2 separate regions of the Arachis hypogaea genome follow, and region 2 is linked to region 1. A link is a contact called in public Hi-C data. All regions are on one chromosome and are shown on one strand. Each heading gives the region's core, a stretch centred on a gene start, on an enhancer-like site or on the middle of the called end of the contact. The rest is flanking DNA. Distances are from core to core; before and after follow the strand shown.

Evidence for each region. A called contact is a pair of places that touch in the nucleus more often than the background predicts.
Region 2: a contact with region 1 is called in a Hi-C map of an unstated tissue, with 6 times the contacts expected there. The contact joins the promoter of LOC112743880 here to the promoter of LOC112743875 in region 1. A contact is called at or near these places in 3 of 8 Hi-C or Micro-C datasets (leaf and an unstated tissue).

Annotation. Positions count from the first base shown.
Region 1 is chr14:120,381,916-120,388,963 of arahy.Tifrunner.gnm2.J5K5, forward strand. LOC112743875 (pentatricopeptide repeat-containing protein At3g22690-like) reads right to left here and starts at 4,132. Exons shown (of 1, transcript XM_025793275.3): 1 at 1,260-4,132. The coding sequence starts at 3,812. The coding sequence ends at 1,287. LOC140178333 (a long non-coding RNA gene) reads left to right here and starts at 4,355. Exons shown (of 2, transcript XR_011871190.1): 1 at 4,355-4,519; 2 at 5,986-6,539. It overlaps LOC112743877 (protein RDM1), which reads left to right. Exons shown (of 3, transcript XM_025793278.3): 2 at 1-45; 3 at 676-1,252. The coding sequence ends at 1,055.
Region 2 is chr14:120,516,387-120,523,434 of arahy.Tifrunner.gnm2.J5K5, forward strand. It overlaps LOC112743880 (4-hydroxybenzoate polyprenyltransferase, mitochondrial), which reads left to right and starts at 3,898. Exons shown (of 13, transcript XR_011871193.1): 1 at 3,898-4,148; 2 at 4,510-4,638; 3 at 5,624-5,796; 4 at 6,697-7,048.

The DNA.
Region 1 (7,048 bases), core at 2,882-5,381:
ACGACATTCCTCTCCCAATTCCCTCCATTGACCTCACCTCCCAAGGTCGTCTTCTCCTCCATTTTTTCATCCATTATTGTTATTAATGCCTTTCAAGTTTTAATTTCACTCCACATCCTCATAAATCATCATGTTATGCTTATTCAACTCTTATTTACTGCTACTCCTATGACTTCTAGGGTTACATTCATAGATTTTTTTGTGCTTTCCTAGAGTAATTTAAATTTCGACAATCAATGAAATTCACCACCTCGCATTTAATTCATACAAACTTGCATCAACCCGTTCCACGAATGGTGAAAATCAAAAGCATTTATGCCACCACTCTATTCTTTCCGTTTGATTCATGTGTCATGTTATTTACTCTCAACTTTTTTATGTTTCTTATTACTAATGCAAAGTTAATTTTGTTGTAATACAATTATGTAGCTTTCAATGCCCATAACATGTGTAACCAAATCCTCAATAAGTGATTTGTTATGTTTTTGGTATTTTATACACATTCTCCGAATTATTTGTGTTAATGATTGCTTCAACTACAACAATATCAGCCAAGAAAACTCTTTCGATGAGTGGTTTGGAGATCAATTGTGCATGCCTTTCTTATTATCTAGACCCTATACTGCTTTGCATTCTTATGAATATAACTATTCCAAAGCTCATGCTTGTATGCAGATATACTCATTAGACGGGCAGAAATGTATCAGGAGTACATGAAGCAGATACCAATACCAAGTCAACGAGGCTCTGTCATCCCATTTAATTCATGGATGGGATTAGGCAAATCAATGAAGCAACTCTATGGACAGCCTCTCCATTACCTCACAAATGTTATCCTTAAGCAATGGGATCAGTTGAGACTTAACAGCAAGGATGAATACAAACCCTTAGACAACTTGATTCATCCGACCAAAGCCGAAGCTACCATTTGGCTCATGGAAGAAGTCCATCGACAGACCTCATCGCATTTTCAGATTGCCGAACTCTGGAAGCTGGATCCAATGTACAATGGTTCTGTTGATGCCATTTTCCCGACTTTAGAGAATGCGATGTGAAACCAGTTAGTTTAAAGGCTTTGTTAAGTATCCTGCAAAACGTTTACTTGCTAGGTTTTGGCAAAGCAAACTTGAACAGCTCTCTTGATCATCTAGCCCCGATTCTTTTGTTTAACTAGTCATTTGTTTTGGGGCTTCTTTTTTCTGTTGTATGTGAATATTCCAGTTCAATGGTCAAGAGTAAATTGATTTGTCAATCAGATGTGAGAAATCCCACTTTATATTAACCCATTACCAATAACCTCTACAAGAACAAAATCCATCCCTGAAAAAATGGTACCTATTATTATCTCTAACAATGATTTTCCTACTGTATAATTTTGACACTAATTCAGCAAATGAGTGACAATCGGAACACATTCTAAGATTTTTGACAACCCTTATGGGTGCACCTTGATTAGTAGTGATGAGTCCATAAGCCATGGCTAGTTTTTCACTGTGCCTGCTGAGCAAATGCTCTTTCTCCTGCTCATCAACATCAAGTAAGACATTGGTTGTATCAGGGACATATCCAGCCTCGCTTAGCCTGCAGTTTATCTCCTGTAGCATTAATCCAATTTGAGTATACTCTGCGTGCGATTCATCGCCAGAGGTAAACTCGTGTATCAGTCCATGAACCTCTATTGAGCTTGATCCCGGCACTTTCTGGATCCCTTTTTCTCTCATCTGCAGCCTCACTCTTGCAACTTCATTCCATTTTCCAGCTGATGCATATATGTTGGATAACAGCACATGAATGCCAACCTTTTCAGGGTCCAGTTGAGTTATCTTCTCAGCTGCATATTGTGCCATTTCGACATTATTATGTTTCCGACAAGCAGCTACAAGAGAGCCCCATATAACATCATTAGGTTCCATAGGCATACATTGAATAAGATCAAGAGCTTCTTCCAACAACCCAGCTCGACCAAGCAAATCAACCATACATCCATAGTGAACAATCCGAGGACTGATTCCATGAGTTGTCTTCATTGACCTGAAAAGTTGCCTACCTTGGTCCACAGAGCCACCATGGCTACATGCAGTCAATAATGCTACAAAAACAACATCGTCTGGTCTAACCCCTTGTTTGAGCATCTCATTGAAAAGCTCAATAGCCCCCTTTGTATTTCCTTCCATTGCCATAACACCGATGGCAGCAGTCCAAGCTGACACATCTCGTTTGTCCATTTTCGTGAAAACACGCAAAGCACTCTGGGGATCACCACACCTAGAAAACATATCAACCAAAGCTGTGCCGAGCTGCTTGTCAATCTGAATGTCATTTCTCTCAATGTAGGTATAGACCCACTTAGCAAGATCAAGAGCTCCTAGATATCCACAGGCAGAAGCAACAGCAACCATGGTCACTCTGTCTGCTTCAATTCCCTGGTTTTGCATCTCCCTGAATAGCTCAATCGCTTCCTGAAACATGCTTACTTGAACCAAAGCACCAATCATAGTGTTCCAAGACACAAGATCACTCTCTGGCATATCATCAAAGATTTTCCAAGCTAATTCCACATCACCATCCCTAACCAAACCAGCAATTAGCGAATTCCATGTCACCACTGTCTTGTTTGGCATCTGCTCAAATACTTTGCACCCAGATTCTCTCTCACCACATTTCATGTACATGTCGATGATGGCGTTGGAAATATTTTCCCAACCTTCAAGTCCATTTCTTAAGACATAAGCATGGGACGACTTCCCAACAAATAGATCACCTAACTGCGCGCAGGCCGCAATTGTAGACAACATTGTCACCTTATCTGGGCGTGGTCCCTGTTGCAGCATTTCACGCAAAACTACTAGCACTTCACCTGGCAGCCCATGTTGGACATAATTCGACATGATCGTATTGTACATAACCAAATTCCTATCAACACATTCATAAAAAATTCTGCTTGCATTATCTATGTCTCCACATTTCATGTACATATCAACGAGTGCATTCCCCATGACAGCATTAAGCTTCACGCCCAACTTACCAATATAAGAAGAAACTTTTTTCCCCAATTCAAGATCCTTCAACTTGGCACAAGCAGATATAACACAAACCATGGTAACTGGATTGGGTTGAATCCCAGTGTCAACCATCTCAAAGAACAGAGAAACAGCTTCCTTGGGCAAGTCCCTCCCAACATACCCATTGATCAAACTAGTCCAAGACACAACATTTCTCTCAAGCATTCCATCAAACACCTTGCGTCCCAAGTCAACTCTGCCGCATTCCGCGTAGAAATGTATGAGAGAGTTTCTGACGAAGATATTTCCCTCGAAACCCATCTTAAGAAGCGCACCATGAACTTGAAGACCCTCAGCAAAAGCCATAACTTTGGAGCACGCACTCAGCAAGGACGGGAAGGTGAACTTATCGGGTAAAACGCCCATCTCCGCCATGTGAATGTAGAGCAAGATAGCCTGGTCGCAAAGGCCAGTTGAAGCGTAACCTCTGAGGAGAGAGTTGCAGGCGAACAAGGAAACCGCGGCTGTTTCCTCATAGAAATAATCGAAAGATTTTCGAGCGTAGTCGAGGCTGTGGTGGGTGCCCACGTCGACGTAAGCGGCGATAAGGTTGTTGAGGTGAAAAGCGCTGTGAGAAAGGCCATTCTTGATGAAGTGGCAGTGTAACTGCTTGAGCTCCGTGAGGCTGTGGCAACTTCCAATAAGCTTTAGCGATGGCGGCGATGACGGTAGGTCGGTGGTGATGGGTTTCGGAGGCTGGATAGCTGGGGAAGTGCCCACAGAAGAGGGAGGAAGGGCCTTCGCCGCCATGGTAATTGTGAACACTGGTTTTTTTTAAGAACTGATGTTGGGGAGTTGAAGGGATGTCTTGTGATTGAAAATTAATAATTATTTTCCTTTCTTATTATTTGATTTGATATGCTGTTAGCTAGGTAAGTGCTAAATCTGAAGTATGCTTCAGCTATTTTGTTTGAAGTGATTAACTGATTTATATAACTATATATATTTTTAATTAGTTGTGAATTTTGTAGTTTCAGTGAAACTGGGGAAGCTCTCACTTGGAGGAGCAGCACCAAAATCTTCAAGTACTATTTACATATGGTTGCATGATAGTCTTGGTTTCCCAATTACTGGTTAGTTACATGTTTCTTCCTATGAGAATTTTGTTATAACGAATCAATACCCATTTGACATAATAAGTAGTAGGTAACATGTCGCTAAATTAATGCAGGACTATTTATCATCTGGCAGTGTCCCCTACATATTGGATAACTCCTTCGCTTTACTTGTAAAGTTGTTTGCCAAATCTTTTGGCCTTTGTATATCCAGATAGCCAGAGAAGCTGAGCTACTGAGAAAACGACATAATCATGTGCAGTCGAGGCAACAAGTTTCCAGTTAACCGGTGTTAGTGTCTTGTGTCGTTGGCAGAAACTAAGGAAATCCTAACTAGAATGCCTTCCCTTCCATTTGTCATCACAATGCCTTTTGATGGCAGTTGGCTGTATAGGTGATCTGGTAAGCATGTGATTTCTCTCTCTCCCCCTCTATTATTATTATAGGTGTTTTCAAATGATATTTCCTTTAAAATATAGTTTGGTTACACCCAAGACCAAGAATAACTTAAAATTCTAGATTGTCACAAGAAATGTAGTGGCTCATGAGTGAAGCAGTCAGATTCATTGATGGTAAAATGACATACCTTTCATAGCAGGTTTTAGAATTTAGAGATAGTATGGTCCTTGTGCTTATATCAATAGCATTAGATATGTCTTTATGGATTTGTTGGGAGAAATCTGAAAAGATACTACTTTTCTTTATGCCCATGAATAAGTCTCAAGGTTGTAGACTTGTAGTACAAGAATTAAAAATCATTCAGATCTACTTTTTTTTTTTTTATCGGTGGATTGGACAACCCCCAATCCTAGGTACACAGTACATACCCACACACTCCTCACATACTTACCAATTTTTTTTTTCAGTTGCAGCTGGTAGGACTCGAACCCGAAACTTTTGAAATGGGGAGGAGGCGGAATGCCGTGTGAGCTATGGCTCATTGGCTTCAGATCTACTGTTGAACCTAGGGAGTAGGCATACATCAAGGCTTTTTTTTGGGTATTAAAACGGGACTTAAAAGCCCAAAAAGAACAACGAAATTAGATGCAAACTACTCAGTCTAAGAGGCTCCTCTATCACCTTCTTGAAAGATTTTGATTAGCTCTGAAGGAACATCAAGGCTTATATAGGTAACAATGAATTGGCTAAAGTATTAGGAGTTTACTTTAGATTGGGCCAAGCCAGAAGAGGAAGTTGCAACAATTGGGTTATTTAATCTATATAGGGCCAAGTCCAAATAACAATTGTACAGAGCAAAACTCTGATATCCATGTTAGAACAGATCAGAGTGCCAGCTTTAATGAATTATTAGTGGTCTGGTGCAGAATGCTACATAATCTGAAGTGATTTAATGCTGGATAGTTAGTTTTTCATTGTTTAAAACTATTGGTTTAGTTTAGAACAGTGCTTTGTAATGATAAATCTATGTAAAAGGCTAGGCCTTCAGTTTTTTATCAATGAAATTTTACTGTCCAAAAAAAAAAGAAGCAACAGATAAGAGTAATGTTCTAACTAAATTCGAGTAACTAGCCAAGGGCCTAACAAACAACTTGTGTTCTTCTTCCCTCGTTTATTAGCTTCCTTCAGTGTTTTATACTAATCAAAAACCACTTAGCTTGTTTTATTTAAATTTGTCATTCAATTTATTTTTCACTGGATTATGAGATCTTGGTTAAAATTTGTTAACAATGAATCCATTCTGGATTTGTTGGTCAATTTTCTATAGAAACTTGGCAGAACTTGAAAGTAGTTCACTTTGCAGTTTAGTATTTGGACTCATTCAAGCATGCGACGAATCATAATCTTTGAACTTCACAATATTGATTTATCTAATAAAGTTTATGAGGAGTGTTCTTCATTTTTGAAAGGAGGGAAGGCTGCCAAGAAAACTAGTGCAAGTGCAAGAGGTAAGGGAAAGCCGGTTGTAGGAGGGGCTGGTAGTTCGAAGGCCTCCCGGTCCTCAAACAGCTCCAAGGTCATTGAGCTCACTGGTATATGAGAGATTTAGTTCAGGAGTTTGGAAATCATGTGGAGGCGCAACAAGCCTATCTAGATGAGCAAAGGCGCCGAGATGGAATTGTTGAGTCCAAGCTGAAAAAATTTAAAGGAAGAATTGATATCCTGAAATAGTACATCGATGATCTTACCTCTAAGCACATTTTTTCTGATGATGAGGATGCTGAGGATGAACATTCGGCCAGTTCTGATGCCTATTGACTCTAGTCATCATTTACTGCTCTTGTTGTTTTTAAGATACTTTTGAATGACTGTATAACCATAAAAACACTTATTTGCTTCAGTTTTTTGGTATCTAATCTTGTAGGTGCTTCATTTTCTCCTTTGATGACAAAAGGGAGAGAAAAACTGTTACTTATGGTTTAATCTTTGGTCATGTTTGCTAAACTTGTGGTTCATGTTCTAAGACTTGGTCTATTAAGGTTTATGTTGCTGCACTGTGATCTTTCAGCTAAAAGACTATAACACAAATTCATGGGAGCTTTAATCTCTGGATTCAGGAGGAGATCTTTCCTGCGAATAAACGAGAAGTTATCCTAATCTTGTTCATTCTCTTTAAATGCTCTCTATTTTAAAATGTTTGCTATCAAGAGAGAGATTATTGAGTCTGAAAATGATCTTATAATTATTTGTGATGACAAACATTTAATTAATTATATTGATTGATTGGTTAATGGCTTAACTTAATATGTTATAAAGTTTTATCTTTGAAATTGATATAATTACTTATTTGGTGTCAAATTAAAAGAGATTGTTACCAAAAATTGAAAAGGAAACATATAACAAGAGGCCTGCTACACATACAAGTCTTTTTGATTTACAAGTCTTGCAAGTTGCTACATACGGGCCTTTTAATGCGTTATTCAACCGTTTTCTGTTTTCAAAGTACTACACTCACCATGTATTATGAATGAC
Region 2 (7,048 bases), core at 2,648-5,147, 130 kb after region 1:
AGATAACTTTTTAAAAGTTGTAATATTTATGTTTGGTAAATTAAATTAAAAATTTCTTTTAATAATCACAAGCAATAATAATTGTATTTGGTAAAATAACTTTTAAAATTTAAAAATACTATAATAGACATAAATACAAGCATTAAATTTGAAAATTAGTTAACATATGGGGTTATATTAGATTTTTAAATTTTGAAAAGCACCAGTCAACTTTAAAAAGTTCTATCTTAGGTGCTTTCAAAAGTACATCGCTCTTTTAAAAGCTGCAAGCACAAGCACATGATCTTTTTTATTTACCAAACACAAAATGAAGAGCTTGAGCTTTTAAAAAGCACAAATACCTCTTCAAAAAGCTTTACCAAATCAAGCCGTAGTATGATTGATGTACATATACATGGTTCCTACAAATACGTTTCCCATACCGATTTGGCATCAAAGAAAGAAAAAAAGCATCGCTGCCTTTTTGTTCATCATCACTTTTGGATTAAATAAAAAAAACAAAAGCAAAATTAACTAATTAAGTATAACTACTACTTATATGTTTTTCTAAAAAATAAAATATCAAGTAAATTTTTGAAAAATTTTGTGATAAACTTATAATTTTTTCAAAGAATACCAAATAAATCCTTAAAAAAAAAAATTAAACAACTAGATTTTTGCAAAATTGCAATACTGGAGTTATCTATCATCAATCTTTCATACCATTCCGTAAGCTAAGACACATATAGGTCCACCATTGCAGTTTTTAGTAATTTGCTATATTTTTCTTCAAGGACCTATAAATCTATCGCAAAGTATTCTCGTGAATTTATTTAACATTTTTTTAAAACCTATATAAATTTATTACAAGGTACTACAGACTCTATATAGTGACCAGAGAGACATTCTTATACATTTCATGGAGTAAAAAAGTTCCTACTATATAGAATAATCTTGTCTATTAAATTTGAAAAACTAAGAGAGAATAAAAAAATAAGAGAGATAAAAATAAAATATGCACGAATAATATGGAAGAAGAAAAATATTTATTCCATTGCCTAAATAAAAATTTTTGAAGAAGAAAAGGATTTATTCCATTGTCTTAATAAAAATTTGTCGACGTCTAAACACTTTGGCCAATTTCAATCATTTTTTATAGAAGAAAGAACTTTCATTTATTAAAAAAGTGAAACGACAGATTATAAGAAGCATTAGTGACATAGATAATAAATTTGAGAAAATAAATTTTGATATACAATATCATCCGTAGAGAACTTTCATTCATAAAAAGTCAAACAGTACTTAAAGTTTGTTTTGGTGAATTTTTATAAAAAAAAATTTATAGATTTTTTTAAAAAATAAAAATAAATTTATATTTAAATATGTCATATAAAAATATTTTTTTAATTAATAATTATATTTAGATATAATAATATAAAATATTTTTTATTTATTATATTAAAAACATATTTTTTAAAATAACAAAAATCTTTAAAAAAAGATATAAATTATAATTTTTTAAAAATAATTTTTTTATTTTTTAAAATTCTTATTTTTACTACTAATATTTTTTTATATACACTAAAAATAAAAAAAAATATTTTTCTAAGAACTTGATGACAACTAATAAATTCCCACATATCGTAAGAAGCATTAGGGATATTATATTGAGGACAAATCTAGATATAAATATCTTCTATAGAGATATTCCATTTTTCATGTTATTATAGATCATACGTTCTCTCTCAATTTTTCATATTGTTATTAGAAATAGAGACATCTAAATTTTTACACATAAGATGCAACACATCAGAATATAATCTTTTTACAAAAAGAAAAAATATGATACACATCTCCTACACTAAAATCTAAAATCCAAATTCTCTCTTTTTTCTGAAGTTTTTCAGTCCAAATTCTTAAGCACAGGCCCAGAGGCCCCAATCCACTTCAGTCCTCCCCATTGAGAATTGATGTTATAATTTTTTTTTATTTCTTACCGTATTTCTTAATCTAATAGATCAAAAATTAATCCATCACAGTATTGAATTTTATTTAAAGGCATAAAACTGGATTTAAACTTTCCACACTTGTTTAAGCGGGTTAACTAACTAACAACTAGATCAAATCGAGATGTTATAATTTTTTTTTATATTGATTGAGAATTCGAGATGTTATAACTTTTTTTTTAGGTATTTAAATGGGGCAACGAGATGTTATAATTATTAATGATGATTAGTGTGTTGGGCTTTTTTGTATAATATTGGATGTGGTGGGTTATGAATTATTGGTATTCTTTTCTTTTCCTTTCTGGGCAGTGAATACTTGAGTTTGAATTTGGATTTGTATATGGAAAAAATATAAACCAAATTTATATATAACAATAATCATAAAATTTAATTTAATTATTCTTTTAGGATGTAGGTCTAAAGTTCAAATCATGATTTGAGATTTAAAAAAAGTATGTTGGAATTATAATTTAATTTTAATTTTAATTGATAAATATATAAGTTCTTTTTTATATCACCAGTTACGTCTTTTTCTTCATGAATATAATTAGTTGTATTATAGTGATAATTGTGTATGATAATATGGTAAAACTGTATTTTTGTTTTAAAAAATTATAGTTTAGAGATCATATAGGATATGTTTGGATTAGATTTGAAGTATCAAAAGTTTGTTTAGTTTTTTTGAAAGTTTTATTTTTTGGTACTCTAAACATAAATTTGATTCTACCCTTCAATCCACATTTACCAAAAGTTATAATTTATAGTTTTTACGTTCAACTTTTCAGGACTGAACTTTATTTCTATGTACCAATTGTATCCTTTGTTATTTATACGATAAATTTTGTTACTTTTTTTATAATATTATTTTTCTAATACTCTTTCATGCATATTTTTATTTTTTTTATAAATTTTTTATTATTTTTTATTTATATAAATTTTTTTATCGTTATTTTATTTTTTTTTGTATGGAATATTTTTTTGTTTTTAATTATGATTTTATTAATCCTATTAGAATATTAAAGAGTATTGAGAATACTAAAAAAATATTAAAATTTATTTAAATATCTAAAATAAAATGATAAAATAATTATTTAAATTCATATTTTTTTTTGTAATTTTTCATCTAAAAGTGATTTAAAATAATGTATTCCAAATAATATTTAGCTTATTATAATCCATTTTGAATAAAATTACCAAACATAAATCACGTTATAAAATAATATAGAACATTTTCTTTTTGTTTGACATTATAAAATGTATAGTACTCCCTTTAGTATTTTTATGTATTAAAATATATTTTATCAATATTTTATATGTTACTTTAATTTAGTAAGTAAATATTAATTTTATTATAAAATAAATTAATAAGATTTATTCAGATATTTAAAGTAAAATGATAGGATAATATAAAAAATTATTTAAATTGATGTCTCTTTTAGTAATTTTAATCTAAAAGTGATTTTGAATAGTATATTCCAAACAATATTTATTATACTATAATCCATTTTGATAGAAAGATTGCCAAACATAAATCACATTAACGCAAACTTACTTTTTATCCAAATTAAGTTTACAAAATCACTTTTATACAAATTACAAACTCCGGTTTACAAATTATAATCCAAACACACACATAGTAATTACGAGAACATCCGGCGAAAGAAAATGCATGGTTCTAAAAACCGAATCGGACCGGTCAGTTCAATCGGATTAATCGGAAACCGTTTATCTAACTGGTCCAGATAAGATCAGAAACCGTCTAGCAAAAAATCGGTGAAAAATCGGTCGAACCGGCGGTTAATTGGTGAACCATGAGAACCGTCCGGTTTTTTAAAGGGTTTTCGGTTCGGAAATAACCCCCTCTAAACGGCGTCGTTTTGTATATATAAAAAAAAAAAAAAACTAAACGAACGAAGCCTTAAATCTTCCCCGTTAACCCATCTTCACTCTTCACTCTTCACTCTTCACAAACTCATCTCTCCTCTCTTTCGCTGGAACCATAGAAGCCACAACAAGCAACCAATCGAGCAGCCAGCCAGCCACCGCGTTCTGCAGCGACGGGTTTGAAGGCCGCGTCCTTGTCATCGCCGAGCTTGCCTTCTCTGTGTTCGCCGGTGTCGCCTCCTCTGTCGTCGCCGTTGCTCACCTTCCTCCTCGCCGCCGGTGAGTACTGACTAGTGACTACTGAGTTCTTCTGTTCTTCAATCTTTTTTAGTTTTTGTTTTTGTTCTTCTGTTCTTCTGTGCTCTGCCCTTTTGTTTCTGTTCTTTTGTTCGTCTGTTCTTCAATTAAATTTTTTATTTTTTATTCATTGAAGAATTTAGGGCAGATTTGAAGTAGGTTGATGTTCTTCAGATGCAGAGTTCTTCTCTTGACATCTTGTTCTGTTTTTTAGTTGTTTTTATGTTGTTAATTATATGATTAATCATTCTGTTATTTTAAAAGCATTTGATGTAGGTTCAATTTTTCAATTCTGCTCTGTTGTTGTAGGTTCAAATTTTTCAATTCTGCTCTGTTGATGTAGGTTCAATTTTCTCAATCTGCGACTTTCTATCTCTGAGTCGAAGCTGAGCCTCTGTTCCATCCTCTTTTCGTAGAGTTTCTTGGTCTGCGGCGACCTCTCATTGCCGTCTCTGGTCGTGGCAGCATCATAGTACGACAGCAACTCTTTCCTCCCTTCTTCATTTCCATCTTTGACTAGTACTTCAGGTTTTTGTTCTGTTTTCTCTTGCTGTTTTGTTTAGCTTTAATTCTATAGTTTGTTCTACATTAGTTTAGTTGTATTTTTTATTTCCGTTAGTGGATTCTAGGTTGTTGGAATAAGGTAGTTCAGTTTGTAGATTCTAGGTTTGTTGCAAGTTTTGAGAATTGGAAATTTGTCGGTTGGCTGATGCTTTGCTTGCTTATATAAGCTTGATTACTTCTATTTATTATTGTGTTTGGCTGTATTAAGTGTGGAAGTTGTTGAATGGGTAAGCATTACAGCTGAAGTTTGTTTGTTTATGCTGAATTTGTACATTGCATGCTAGGTGTTCGATTAAATGCCTCTGATGCTTTGAGTTTGAATTATATGTTGTAGTTACCATATAGTTTGAACCACTCTTTGTTTAGGCAAATTGTTCAAGAATAATGCACTTTGGGTTGTCTCTTGATGCTTGTTTAAGTTATGAAACTCATGTTTATCCATTGCTCATGGTAGCTCTTCATGCTTGTGCTTGATGTTATTTCTGTCATGAAAACACCTAAATGAGTGGAATGCTCAAACTTCTTGCAATTTAGGTGATTTCATAGACAAAATGCTTTAATTTTGTGAACTGGTGGTGACTTTTAATGATAAATTATGAATAATTTATTTTGTGAAATTGTTAAATTTTGAATTTTATTAGTTTAGAAATGATTGAATTTAAATTTTTAAAATTATGTATTGAATTTTTTATAATTTTACTCTATATTTAATTAAACCGGTTCAACCACGGTTCAACTCCGATTGAACCATTGAACCAGTCACTCGACCGGTTCGATGACCGGTCCGGTTCTCGCATCCTTGAGAAAATGCGACGGCTGTGACTTGTGAGTTATTATTATTATTATTATTGTTATTATTATTATTATTAGAGTTCCTTTTCTCTACTTGGCAGTTGGCAATGGCTTCCGAGTTTGCAAGCATGTTGTGTGGTGTTTCCTCCTCGGAATGACGGCGGCAGATGCTATCAAAATACTCAAGCCCTTTGTTCCCATGCCCATGAGCTTCAATAACCTTTCTTCTCTCTCTTCCTCTATACAAAGAAGAGCCTTCAATTCATATTCCCAGGTCAAATATACCAGCATTCACAATTTCTTCTTCTTGTTTTTCCAATTGTTTTGAATATGGTAGAAATATTTTTGAATATAATGAATGGGTTGTTAGATAGGATACCGTGTTTGAATCTGTAGCTACACGGTTAGTGATGCGAGCCACATGTTTGATCAAAGTTCTTAGTGAGTACTAGAAAATATGCTGCTTTTCTATTTTATTTATTTTATTTGTTCGTATGTATATATAAAATTAGTAATTAAATAGATTTGAATTACTGTGAGCTTATTGGTTATATATATATAAGAAAATGTAGGTCTTTGATCTCTGGACTCTCTTTCATTTCATGCTCTGGCTCTGTCACCTACATGTGTTCTTTTGTATGAGGAAAAAAAAAGAGATAGAAATGGAAACGAACAAAAGAAATATGTTTTCAAGAAATGAAAAAATAAAACGATTGTTTAGAATTGAGTAGAGAGAATGGAAACAGAACATGTTTCCACAAAAAATCATACCCTTAGATTGTCCCTTTTCTTCATTTTCATTTTCTTTAACACCAAACATAGTTTATTTTGGAGAAGATCAATTTTTTCCACTTATAATATTGATATCCTAGAGATGCATCAAACATCACATGAACATTAACTTGCATATTGGACAGTGTTTTAGTAACTGAAACGTAATGTTTTTCCATCATTTGGTTATTTAGGCCCAACTTACATTCTTATGTTTGAATGCTATCTTATTTTGAAGCAAATGACTCCATGTGGTACTCTAATTTAGTTGATGAAGAAATTATTAAAATGTCATGTTAAAATTTTTGAATTCTTATAGTGGTAATTAGTTTAGTTTTGTGCATTCTTTTATTATTGAAGAATTTGAAAAATGTTCTTGAAGCTCTATTATTTTTGTATTCAGGATTTTGTAAGTTCAATGATTTCTGAATGAAGGCTCACCCCTACATGAAGAGTGATATCAAAGTGTTGGATAAGCTTTGTTTACTTAATATCCATTCAAGATGTGGGTCTAAAAATTTAATATAACCCTGAACTTTTGTTGCTCATCCTCCAACCGAATGCTTACAAGTCTTTGAAACGAGTAGCAACAAAGAGACTATCTTCCCTCTAACTTGTTTGATTTTGATAAAAAGAATGGCATCAACTTTGATTTCTCGTGCTTCACATAGGTTTCTCAAATATTCTTTCCTCTCAATACAATATCCTTCCCCTTCCATCTTCAATCCTTTAATCTCCACTAAACCATCTATAAG